3 separate regions of the Mus musculus genome follow, and regions 1 and 3 are each linked to region 2. Evidence: chromatin contacts called from public ChIA-PET and HiChIP or PLAC-seq data. All regions are on one chromosome and are shown on one strand. The core of a region is the stretch at or near the end of the contact, and the rest is flanking DNA. Distances in the headings are between cores, read along the strand shown. Region 1 holds the start of A430078I02Rik (RIKEN cDNA A430078I02 gene). Region 2 holds the start of 2610306M01Rik (RIKEN cDNA 2610306M01 gene). Region 3 overlaps 1600020E01Rik (RIKEN cDNA 1600020E01 gene).

Region 1 (3,824 bases), core at 974-3,473, 370 kb before region 2:
ACCTGTTACTTTTACTTTAAATTTCTTCATGATACACATAAGATCCTGGTTCCTATGGAATGGAATGCAGCTCACGGGTAGGGTGCTTGCAGTGTGTAGTCAATGGCCAAGATGTGAACTCCAGCACCACAAGAGACCAAAACAGCCCCTGAGCCGGCTTTATTCTGTCCATTCTCCAGCCATCCTCCCCTTTCCCCAACGTGCTCCCTTACTCTCAGCACTCAGGAGGTGGAGCCAGGCAGACCTCTGGGAGTTTGAGGCCAGTCTGGTGTACATATTGAGTTCTCTAACAGCCAGAGCTACATAATGAGAACCCTGTCTACACACATGCAGACAGAGAGTGTGTGTGTGAGAGCCTCAGCTCAGCCACCTTTGCACTTCCTACAGTGCTCCAAGGCTAGGTATGTTTTCGTTTGCTGGGGTTGTGATTTGTGACTGGGTAAATGAGTAGGTGAGCCCTGTCTGCTGCTGCACTCCACTGACAAGCCCGAAGTTGATCAGGCTTGGTCCCAACACCTCCAGGCTCACTGCTTATCTTGCATAGTGAATAACCCAGCACTACGTTTTGCCAGGTGGGAGACATGCAGGCCCCTCATAGTCCTGCCTCATCTTCCCCAGTGCTGGAATTACTAGCATTGGACACCATACCAAAGGGCTAGAAGGGTTAGGGATGGAGTTGAGGGTTAATACGTTAATACCTGCTGTTGAATGGTATTTTGCAAACTTGACAAGAGTCTCTGTGTCTCAAGGCCACCTTCTGGCATCTTCCAATCTTTCAGTGTCACAAGCCAGGATGTCCTGTCAGGAAACCTGAGTAACACCAGCCTCTCTCTCTGTGGGTGAGCTTTGTGGGGGTGAGCGGGGGTCACTTCCTTGGAAGCTCCTTGCTGCTTCTGACAGGCTTTGCTGAGCCCTGCAAGTGTGCTGGAGAGTGACCAGCCTCCAGGGCCTTCTGCTCTTTGTCCTCAGCAATCTAAAGGCACTCAAGGGAAGGAAGGTGCATCCTCTCTGGGGAGGAATGGATTGTTCTAATGTCTGCGATCTGGCCACACTTGGCATCTGTGAAAGCAACTTGCTTTCAGAGCACATGGAGCGCACCTGGCAGAGGTCTCAGATCACATGCATGAGCTGAGGAATTGTAGCTAAAGAAAGCTAAAAGCTGGATGCTATGGCTGTCAGGGTCAGATTAATGAGTTATTGAGGTTGTGTGAATTAGTTTATACTTCAGCTATCTGTGATCTTTGCAATATAAAAGCTAATTCCCCAAAAACACTTAAGAAAGAGCAATAAAGAGAGGCAGAGGCAGGCAAATTTCTGTGAGTTCTAGGCCAGCCCTGTCCACATAGTGCCAGGAGGAATTACATAGTGACATCCTGTCTTAGAAAGAAATGGGGGTTGGGAGGAAAGCAATGATCATAAATTGTATGTTGTCACACACAGTGTGGTGACCTTAAAATGGCTAATACCATGAAAATATCTACAACTTGGTGATGTGATTGGTTTACTGAAAATGTATTTTTTTTTAAGCAAAGTATTCCAGACAATGATAGCCAATTGACAACCCCCTAACAACCCTCACAGATGTCAGGGCAGGAATTTGGTCTCATGTTTCTGCCCCCAACTCCTGGCCTCAGACAGCTGCAGATACATATTCCATGTAGCTCCAGTCTCTGAAATACCAAATGGAAATTTACTGGGGCTCTCAACTAAGCCAGACTCTCACACAAACTGTACTGCCCCATGGGACTCTCCACAGGGCCAGATATTTTATGAGAACGGGCATTCCCAGTTGATTGGGTCAACAAAACGAAACCAAGGAACTGTGTCTTAAAACTAATGTATCCTGTTTAATTGTACACAAGGGACACTCCACTCCAAAGCAAGAGCCAGGCAAATCTCAGGTTTGTAGACTCGGTGAGAATATTGGAGGCTTTTGTGGAGCTTTGTTTTCTTTAGAGAGGGATGACCAGCTGGCAGGGGGCTGGACGCTGCCTTGCAGGAGGAGGGCACCAGCAGAGGAGACAGGAAAACACAGTCAGCAAAACTGCGGAGAGCTTACCAGGGCTCTTGGAGAAGGCACAGAAAGGAGAATCAAGGGCAAGCAGCGGGTTGTTAGACTGTCGACCTCAGAAAGGCAGCCCAGCTCTGGAGTTTCCAAGTCAGGGAAGAAAAGCAGCTGCTCGTGGACCTTCAGGTGTGGGCTGTCCTGAAATGGCCATGCGAAGAGCAGCAAGAGTCTAGAGGCCACTGCTGGCTGCACAGAAGGGGCCGTGGAGCGCTCTCAAAGATGTGTGACTAGGCAAAGCAAGAGCTTGCACTAGCTTTGCTTTTAAACATTTGTATATATTTCCATCTTTGAATCAGTAATTTGTTTACACGACTCAAAATTTAAAAACAACAGCAAACAAATTAGTATATACCTCCCATTGCCCATCCTTTATCTGGGAATGGTTATACAGGGAAAAGTCCCATGTGCATGTTATGCAACTACAGATAGCAAACGTACTGTGTTTCAAAAATAACTCTGAGAAAGATTTTTGTGTATTATTGTTGTTTGTTAAGTCAGGGTCTCAGTAGGTATCTCTAGCCAGCCTGGAGCTCAATCTGCCTGCTTCTGAATGTTGTAATTAAAACAATTGTGTCCAGCAAAGCATGGTGTTGTTAGTGGTGGTTTTTGAGATAGGGTCTCATTATGTAACTCTGGCTGTCCAAGAATTCACTGTGTAATACAGGCTAACCTGGAACTTACTCGCCGAGACTTGCCTGCCTTTTCTCTGCCTCCCTAGTACTGGAATGAAAGGTAGCTGTTAGAGATCATGCCTGCCCAGGGATTTGGTGTTTGTTTGTTTGTTTGTTTGTTTGTTTGTTTGTTTTTAGAAAATCCTTTGCAGCCCAGGCTAACCTTGCATTTGACCTTTTGTAGCCCAGGTTAACCTTGAACTTGACAGGTAGCTGGGGGGTGACCTTGAACTTCCAAGCCTTCTTCCTTTATCACCTAGGTGTTAGAATAGGTTTGGGCCACTCCTGGTTTAAGTGTTGATAGGATAGAATTCCAGTTTTTCTATCAGCCAAGCAATATTCTCTGCTTAGAAGAAAGGAGTCTAATGCCTTAACAGAAAAGGCTGCTTGGGAGATAGATATGCTAGCCCTGATCTGAACCCCACTCTGTGGGGAGGTACCGGGCTCTCAGCAGAACCTGAGTTTATTGACTTGGCCAACAAACTGCAGGATTGGCTTGTCTTTTCCTCACCAGCAATGGCCTACAGGTTACAGACACACAGCACCCTGCACCCCGCAGTGTTAACATGGTCCCTAGGGTCACAGCTGGGGGCCTCATGCCCTGGAGTAGGCACTTGACCAACAGCCATCTCTGACTTTTTAAAAAAAAGATCTCCTCCTATATATAGCCTTGACTGACCTGAAACTGACTTTGGAGACCAGTTAGACTTTGAACTATTGACTGCCTTCCTCTGTCTCATAACTGATGAGATTGTAGGTATGCACCTCCAAGCCGTATGTGTACGTGTGTGTACGTGTGTGTACGTGTGTGTGTGTGTGTGTGTGTGTGTGTGTGTGTGTGTGTGTGTGTGTGTTAGAAGCTTACTATCCCTTGTTTCTCTGGATTTATAGGGAGGAGTCCTCTAGCCCAGACTCCTAAGTACTAGGGTAATATTCTTGAACCATATGCCTAATTAATATGCACAACTTAACATTTTTTTTTTAGATTTATTTATTTATTATATGTAAGTACACTGTAGCTGTCTTCAGACACTCCAGAAGAGGGAGTCAGATCTCGTTATGGATGGTTGTGAGCCACTATGTGG
Region 2 (3,708 bases), core at 870-3,369:
AGCTATACTTTAAAAACAAACCAACCAACCAACCAGTGTGTTCCAGCATTTGGGAGGCAGAGGCAGGCAGGTTCCTATGAGTTTGAGGCAGCCTGATTTACAAAGAGAGTTCCAGGCCAGGCAAGTTACAAAGTATGACAGCCATTTTCATCCCCCCACCCCCACCCCACTCGCGCATACACACCAGTCAATCAATGTATAGGAATGATTGCTGCAGTCCCCTTCTGTTAAACAGTGGTCTTTCACTCAGGCTGAGTGCCTACTAAAAGCATGTTACTCAGTGGGAGTAGGCTGCCTTACTCCTTCTGGAAAACCTTGACTGTCTGAAGTGAGGCTTGAGATTTGAGCAAACCTGGTCTGTACCAGGAGAGTGGAGAAAATTAAAACCCGATAAGGCACCAGGGCTCGATGGACAGACTAACAGACTCTTTAAAGGTCGGTCAAAATTAATGGTGCTGAGAAAGATGAGGGGCTGTAAGCCCACTAAGATTTCCCATCTATTTTAAGACACACACTAAGCTTCTGTAACAGAAATCAAGCCTTTTAAGGAAGGCGAGGAGAACACACCCTGGGCTGAGTTAGGAAGATGTTCCGCAGGTGCTGAGTCTCACCCTTAAGGTGGCTGTAGGATTGTGTGAACTGAGGTGGCAATACTGGCTCTCTCCGGAAGTTAAGATGCTATCTCTCTCCGGAGAGTTATATGACTATGGTACCACATGAAATAAGAAACCGCAATAGCCACCGCCAGCACAGCCGGACTCAATATTCAGATTAACCAAGAGCCATCTTTTTTTGTTCTATTTTTCAAGACAGGGTTTCTCTGCATAGCCCTGGCTGCCCTGGAACTCATTCTGTAACCCAGGTTGTCCTCGAAATCAGAAATCTGCCTGCTTCTGCCTCCCAAGTGCTGGGATTAAAGACGTGAGCCACCACTGCCCAGCAAGACCCATCTTTTTTTATTTCCTGGGGGCCCCCTTCTAGATCTTCCTCAAGTGCCTGAAGTAGAAATTCTGGGATGAACTGCAAGAGGGTAGTTGCATCTTTAAGAAGTGTGGGGAGCTGGTGGAAAAATAACCTATACTCAAAAAAGAGAAAAAACCATGTATTTCTTGGGGGAGAGGGCAGGGGAGGCAGGGATTTGGCACGACAACAACATCTTCTGTGAAGCAATCTAGGAGGAGAGATCTCAATTCCTTTCCAAATCCTTAGCATTTGACAGGTGCCAATCACACAGCCCTGTACTCTATCCGCACCCAAGCGATCCTTAGTAAACACAGCATCTTCTTGCGAAAGATTCTGAAGAGAAAGCAGTAGGTGTGTCTAAAGTTCCCTTTAAAGGCGTGAATATATCTGGTAAGGACCAGGCAAATCTGGGTCGGCAGAGGGCCATGGTTTGGGGTGGAGCCCAAGGATGGATGTAGCCTGGTCCCTAGATGCTCCGTGTACTGGATCTCCCGCAGTTCCTTCTTCGACCCTCAGGCTTCTCAGTTCTCATCGTGGTCGGGGACCGGAAGACACCTGCTTTGTTTCCTTCAGCACCGAGATTCCGCTCGGCTCCCTGCTGGCATCATACCCACTTCTCCCCAGCCCCCAAGCCTTCAGTACCTCCGCTCCCATGACGTCGGGGAACTCCCAAACCCAACTGGGGCGAGGCAGCTAAACCGCGTCCTTCAGGTGTCAGTCCGGACTCCTGTGAAACCACAATTCCCAGAGTGCCTCTGTCCATGAGGCCAAGCCATAGATAAAATGGCTACAGAGAGTGGGACGTGCAGCTGGAAAACTAGTCTCTGGTGACTTTAGCAGATGTACTTAAATACCCGAAGCCTCACTTCTGCACCACTCCACTATCATCTCCAGTCCCTGGAGACGGCGTCCGAAGGTGCGCTCGCTCCCGGGGCATCTTGGGAATTGTAGTCCAGATGCCAGATTACCCCGAACTACTCTTCCCAGGGTGCTCAGCGGCAGGACTACGGCAACGCTCTCTTCCAAGTGTCTCTGTCCCGAGTTCCACTGCTCTGGTTCCCTTCTTGCCATCGGTTTCTTTCGCTCTGTAGCTATAGCTGGTGCACCTGAGACGGCCCCTGAGAAGGGGCTGTGCGGCCCTGAGAAGCACTTCCGGTGGCAGGTCACTTCCGGGTGGGTGGTCGGAGCCGACGGGCGCGCGCGCGGGGGAGGGGCGGCCTCAGCGCGGCGCTCGGGGATCAGCTGGCGGGCGGGCGGGCGCCGAAGCGGCCCCGGCTCTGCGGCAGCGCCGCCTCCTTCGTGTCGCAGGCCGGCGGCCGTGGCCATGTCGCGGGGCTGGTAGCTGGGCTCGCCGCCGAGCGGCCGCTAGTGGGTGTCCGGGGCCCGGGGCGGGGGTCCGGGCAGGGGTCCGGTGCGTTTCCAGGGCTTTCCCGAAGAAAATGCACGCAGCGTTTCCTCTGGATGACGGCCTGTGCTTTCCCTAGGACCCGGCAGTTAGGCTCTGGAGTGTGTTACTGATTCATCCTCTCTCTGCCTCTGTCATCGCAGGTTTAAACTTAAACGATCGCTCCCCGAGGAGGAGGGGACCCGCCGCGCGATTGACAGTCTATTCCTGCAGGCGCCGTCCCTCAGCCCCCACCCCACGGCCGGATTCCCGGGGCTCTGCTCAGGGCTGAAACCGGAGAAGAAATCCTTAGATCTCTTTTCTTTACAACAAATACGAACCTAGAAACCATCGGCATTTTGCCTTGGCATTTCATATTGGAAAGATGAAGAAGTTTTTCGACTCCAGGCGGGAGCAGGGGAGCTCTGGCCTGGGTTCAGGCTCCAGCGGAGGAGGGGGCAGCAGCTCAGGCCTGGGCAGTGGTTACATCGGAAGGGTCTTCGGCATCGGGAGGCAGCAGGTCACCGTGGACGAGGTGTTGGCGGAAGGTATGTTGGGAAGCCAGTGCGCGGTGAATTAATCTCGTGTGCTGATGTGGCAAGACTCTGGTTTCTAGTTGTATGAATGGGTTTTGACCAACTGACCCTCCCTTCCCCCTCTGCACTTTCCTTGCGAGTCATTGTCCTTGAGAGAATTAAAACTCAGACTGGGAATTGACAGGGCTTGGGGGGGCAGTATTGCCCAAATAGTTTACCTCAGTGGCCTTTCATTTGGGTGGGTGGGGGGAGCGCGTGGAGAAATCTCTTCCTTTGACCGAATTATTCGGATCCTATGTGTGAAGTATAAGTGAAATGCAGGGTGGTGGTCTTGCCATTTCCCTGAAACTTTAAATTCTGATGCGGAGGCTGAAGGGTGGGGATGGGGAGAGATCTTAAAGGAGAGGGGGGCTTCTCCCACCTAACTTTCCTATTTCTTTAAGTAGGTAGCCAAAGAGGATTTCTCTGGGGACAGGAATGCATTTTTTGGTGTTTTGGTTAGGTTTGTTTCTTTACCCAACTGCAGTGAGGTCCCCAGGATGTGGCTAAGATAAAATCATAAGCGAATGAGATGGTTTTGAACTCAGACGCCTAGGCCTCTTTTCTCCTTTTAGTTTCTATTAAGAATGACTTAGGATTGGCTCTGGTTTAGTGTTCTCTCAGTTGGAGAGGATGCTGTGTGGTTTCTCTCGGTGTGTGCTCGTTGGTCTATCTGTGCTCCTGCAGATACATATTTTTCTGCCCCAGGCTTTAGGGAAAATCTTGAGTGTTTCTTGGGTAACCTTAACCTCGACCTTCGTAATTATGCCAGACTGATACTTTTCA
Region 3 (3,743 bases), core at 1,111-3,610, 300 kb before region 2:
ATATAAAGTGAGTAAATACATTAATGGAAAAATACATTTTAAAAAATAATATTTAAACTAAAAAGCAGAAAGCAAGTGAATTTCTGGAGGACAATGTGATGTTTTCACATATTGTGTATACTTGTGTTCAAATTGGGTTGAATAGCACAATCTCCTCAGACATTAATCTTTTCTTTGTAGTGTGAAAAATTTCAAACTCTTCTAGCTTCTAGAATATAGGGCATATTATCACTCTTTGTAGTCTTTCTATTTATATAATATAGCCCAAACTGTATTCCTTTATAAAAATTTTTATTTATTTATTATATGTGAGAACACTGTAGCTGTCTTCAGATACACCAAAAGACGGCATCTGAACTCATTACAGATGGTTGTGAGTCACCATGTGGTTGCTGGGATTTGAACTCAGGACTTCTGGAAGAGCGGTCAGTGCTCTTAACTGCTGAGCCATCTTTCCAGCCCCCAAAACTGTATTCCTAATTGTAACCTCTCCACCTCTCATTTCTTTCTCTCTCTGGCTGCAGACCACCATTTCATTCTTGCTGTTATGAGGTTATTGTTTCTTACTTCCATGTGTGGGGAGACTGTACAGTGCCTTTACTCTCATCCTAGCTTGTATCATTTAATGTAATGATCCCCTGTTGCAGTCATGCTCTTGCAAATGACAGATTTAAAACCTTTTTTTGGGGGGGTTTTGTTTTGTTTTGTTTTGAGACAGGGTTTCTCTGTATAGCCCTGGCTGTCCTGGAACTCACTCTGTAGACCAGGCTGGCCTCGAACTCAGAAATCCGCCTGCCTCTGCCTCCCGAGTGCTGGGATTAAAGGCGTGCGCCACCACGCCCGGCTAAAACCGTTTTTTTTTTTTTTTAATTGACTGAAAAGTATTCTGTAGTATAGTTTACATTTTCTTCCTTGTTCCCCCTCTGACTGTTCCACTTTCTTTCCTTTTCTCCTTTTAAAAACAATGTTGTTTCTTTCTCTTTGAGCTGGGGATAGGACCCAGGTCCTCATGGATGCTAGGTAAGCATTCCACCAGAGAGCCCTGGCTTGCAGTATGCAGTTGCTGTCAGTGCTGTAGTGAACATGGGCTATTGATGTCTTTTTCTTTGTGTGTGTCTATCTTTTGGTCTGCACAGAGTCTTCCTTATGTAATCTGACCTCAGAGCTTACATCTTTCTGCTTTAGCCTGCTAAGTATTGGGATTATCTGCATATCTCACCATACTTGGGCCCTGTGTGAGTAGTGTCTTCACCGCGTTCAGTATTCTTTACTATTGATCACAGTCTATAGAGTAGCTTTCTGGCGTCTGGGTTCCTAGTGATGCAGCATGTGCCAGTGGCCTAAACTGGCCCTTCCTCAGTCCTTTGTAAGCAGCAGCCTATTATGGCTAGGAGCTTGTGAATTTTATTTATGCCTTGAATTTTTTCATAGAGTGGTAAGGTATGCCTTAAAAAAAAACAGATTTATTTTATGTATGTAAATACACTGTCCCTGTCTTTCAACACACCAGAAGAGGGCATCAGATTCCATTACAGATGATTGTGAGCTGGGAATTGAACTCAGGACCTCTGGGGGAACAGTCAGTGCTCTTAACCACTGAGCCATCTCTTCAGCCCTGAGGTGTGCTTTTTTAAAAAGTAGCCTTGAATTAAGAACTTAAAACTTTTCTTGGTACAGATGTTTCCCAGTCTTCTTATGTTACGGGTGAGGAAACTGAAACTGAACCCAGAAAAGTGCAGTGACATGTCTTGAGTCACAGCTAGCCACAGTGGAACCTCAGGCATATAACCCAACTCCTGCTGAGCTGTCCTCTGGTATTGTCACTTCACAGCAAATGGTCACTAGGAATAAACTGAAAAGTTTTTACTGAGACAGGAATTTTGCCACCCATTAATGGGGAATCAGGAAGAGGTAGTAATAACTCTTTATACTCAAAATGTGGCCCATTTGAAGGATTCTGGATCCCTTTGCCCTGATGTCCCAGTTATTGGATCCTCCCTGTAATTCTCAAACTCAATAAATCCAGAAAGTTGCTTCAGCTTTGGAGAAAAGAGTTATTGAGTAGACTGGAGTGGGATAAGTGTGTTTATGCCCTGCTGTAAATAGTTGACAACCTAATCAGCTGCCAGAGCTTGGAGACAGACACTGTAAACCGTGTCTTATCAGTGGTCTAGTTTCTGTTTGCGTTCCAGCTGGGGACTCTTCTGATGGGAACCACCTGTTCCTGGTCTTTGCGCGCTTTGGATTTCCCCAGTCCTTCAGTCCTTTCAGTTTTGAAATGAAACCTGCTCTCCTGGCTAAGGTCAGGTCCAAGAGGACTTTGACAGTTCACACCGACTTGTTTTTTCTTAGAGCCAGCTGGTAAGTGAGCCTGTGGTTTGAGAAGTGGTAGTGAATCAGCTGTTGGGTAAGGACTGAGCAGTGTCATTGCTTTGGGTAACCAGGAAAACAACCAAGTATGTTTGCTCAGGAAGCTGAAAGTTAAGAGTGCAGTCGCCAGAGGGCTGCACAACCGCAGCCTTGCTTTCCAGAGGAGGACGTCTCCCACCCCCAACACCCTACCCCAGGTTTAGCTACTGTAGCCAGCCCAGACTCGCCTTGAATTCCTGATTTTCCTGCCTCAGCCTTTAGTATTAGGATTACAGGTGTATACCATCATGCTTTATTACAAAAAAGGTGTTTGGGGTTTTTTGTCTTTCTTTCTTTCTTTCTTTCTTTCTTTCTTTCTTTCTTTCTTTCTTTCTCTCTTTCTTTCTTTCTTCCCTTCCTTCGTTCCTTCGTTCGTTCGTTCCTTCCTTCCTTCCTTCCTTCCTTCCTTCCTTCCTTCCTTTCTTCCTTCCTTTCCTTCCTTCCTTTCTTTCCTTCCTTCCTTTCTTTCCTTTCTTTCCTCTGTAGCTGTCTTCAGACACACCAGAAGAGGGCATCTGATTTCATTACAGATGGTTGTGAGCCACCATGTGGTTGCTGGGAATTGAACTCAGAAACTCTGGAAAAGCAGTCAATGTTCTTAACCACTGAGCTATCTCTCCAGCTTCTTGTTTTTTTTTATTGTTTTTGAGACAGGGTTTCTCTGCAGACCAGGCTAGCCTCCAATTCACAGAGATCCACCTCCCTCCTGAGTGCTGGGATTAAAGGCATGTGCCACCATCACCTGGCTACTGCAAAAGGTTTTATCTCAGCTTCTTGTCTCCCCATAATACCTCCTCACCTCCTTTCTGTCTGAGTCTCTGGCCTCTCTCTGCTGCTTTGCTGTCCTTGCCCTTCACCATAAACGTCTCACCAGGACATAACTCTTCATTTAACTCTGTCTAGTGAGACTGGCTCACCCCATGACCTCACTAGGTTGCCCCAGGCTCATTTCTTAGCAGCATAGAACCATCCTCCCTTTAGGATTTCTGCTGGAACAATGGCAGCTGCTTTTGTTCTGCATGCTGGCATGTCTTCCTTTGTCTTCCACATTCAGTGGTCCCAGTTAAAGATCCAAGACAAGCCTGGGCACAGAGGTTCAGGAGAAAGTATGGCATTGGGAGGCTATGTTAATATGTTCAGATGTGGGCAGGTGCAAAGCCATATTTAACCATGAAGGCCATGTTGGGTGAGAGGGTAGCCTTGTTCCCTGGCTCATTCTCTTTGGGGACAGAGTGTAGCTCAGTGGTGAAGCACTTGATCCCTAGCACCACAAACACCAGGATGATTGGTAGTTAGTAATTTATATGGAATGTAGCAATTTCTGACTCCTTCTC

The links. ChIA-PET counts read pairs in DNA pulled down with a chosen protein or histone mark. HiChIP or PLAC-seq counts read pairs in DNA pulled down with a chosen protein or histone mark.
Region 1: a contact with region 2 is called in an H3K27ac HiChIP or PLAC-seq map of microglia, with 5 times the contacts expected there. The contact joins the promoter of A430078I02Rik here to the promoter of 2610306M01Rik in region 2. A contact is called at or near these places in 3 of 39 promoter capture datasets (the SN4741 cell line, liver and pre-B cells), 1 of 484 Hi-C or Micro-C datasets (CD4 T cells), 3 of 115 datasets of contacts at active chromatin or transcription factors (the SCID.adh cell line, intestinal villus epithelium and microglia) and 2 of 9 other capture datasets (liver and pancreatic islet).
Region 3: a contact with region 2 is called in an RNA polymerase II ChIA-PET map of memory CD8 T cells, with 9 read pairs. The contact joins the enhancer-like site here to the promoter of 2610306M01Rik in region 2. A contact is called at or near these places in 1 of 39 promoter capture datasets (embryonic stem cells), 5 of 115 datasets of contacts at active chromatin or transcription factors (bone marrow-derived macrophages, effector CD8 T cells, memory CD8 T cells and 2 more) and 4 of 9 other capture datasets (adipose tissue, embryonic stem cells, liver and 1 more).

What each region holds. Positions count from the first base shown.
Region 1 is chr6:86,478,607-86,482,430 of GRCm38.p6, forward strand. It overlaps A430078I02Rik (RIKEN cDNA A430078I02 gene), which reads right to left and starts at 2,224. Exons shown (of 3, transcript NR_131126.1): 1 at 2,060-2,224.
Region 2 is chr6:86,847,321-86,851,028 of GRCm38.p6, forward strand. 2610306M01Rik (RIKEN cDNA 2610306M01 gene) reads right to left here and starts at 2,120. Exons shown (of 1, transcript NR_028298.1): 1 at 1,087-2,120. Aak1 (AP2 associated kinase 1) reads left to right here and starts at 2,185. Exons shown (of 16, transcript NM_001378654.1): 1 at 2,185-2,895. The coding sequence starts at 2,733.
Region 3 is chr6:86,545,796-86,549,538 of GRCm38.p6, forward strand. All of the region lies in intron 3 of 1600020E01Rik (RIKEN cDNA 1600020E01 gene), which reads left to right. Among named protein-coding and RNA genes, the nearest start is that of Gm38676, 19 kb to the left of the region's middle. Within about 2 kb of position 2,361, at least 143 of the 459 cell types and tissues checked have an H3K27ac peak or open chromatin away from gene starts, as enhancers often do. A contact at or near this core is called in adipose tissue, bone marrow-derived macrophages, embryonic stem cells and 3 more, where this site is marked.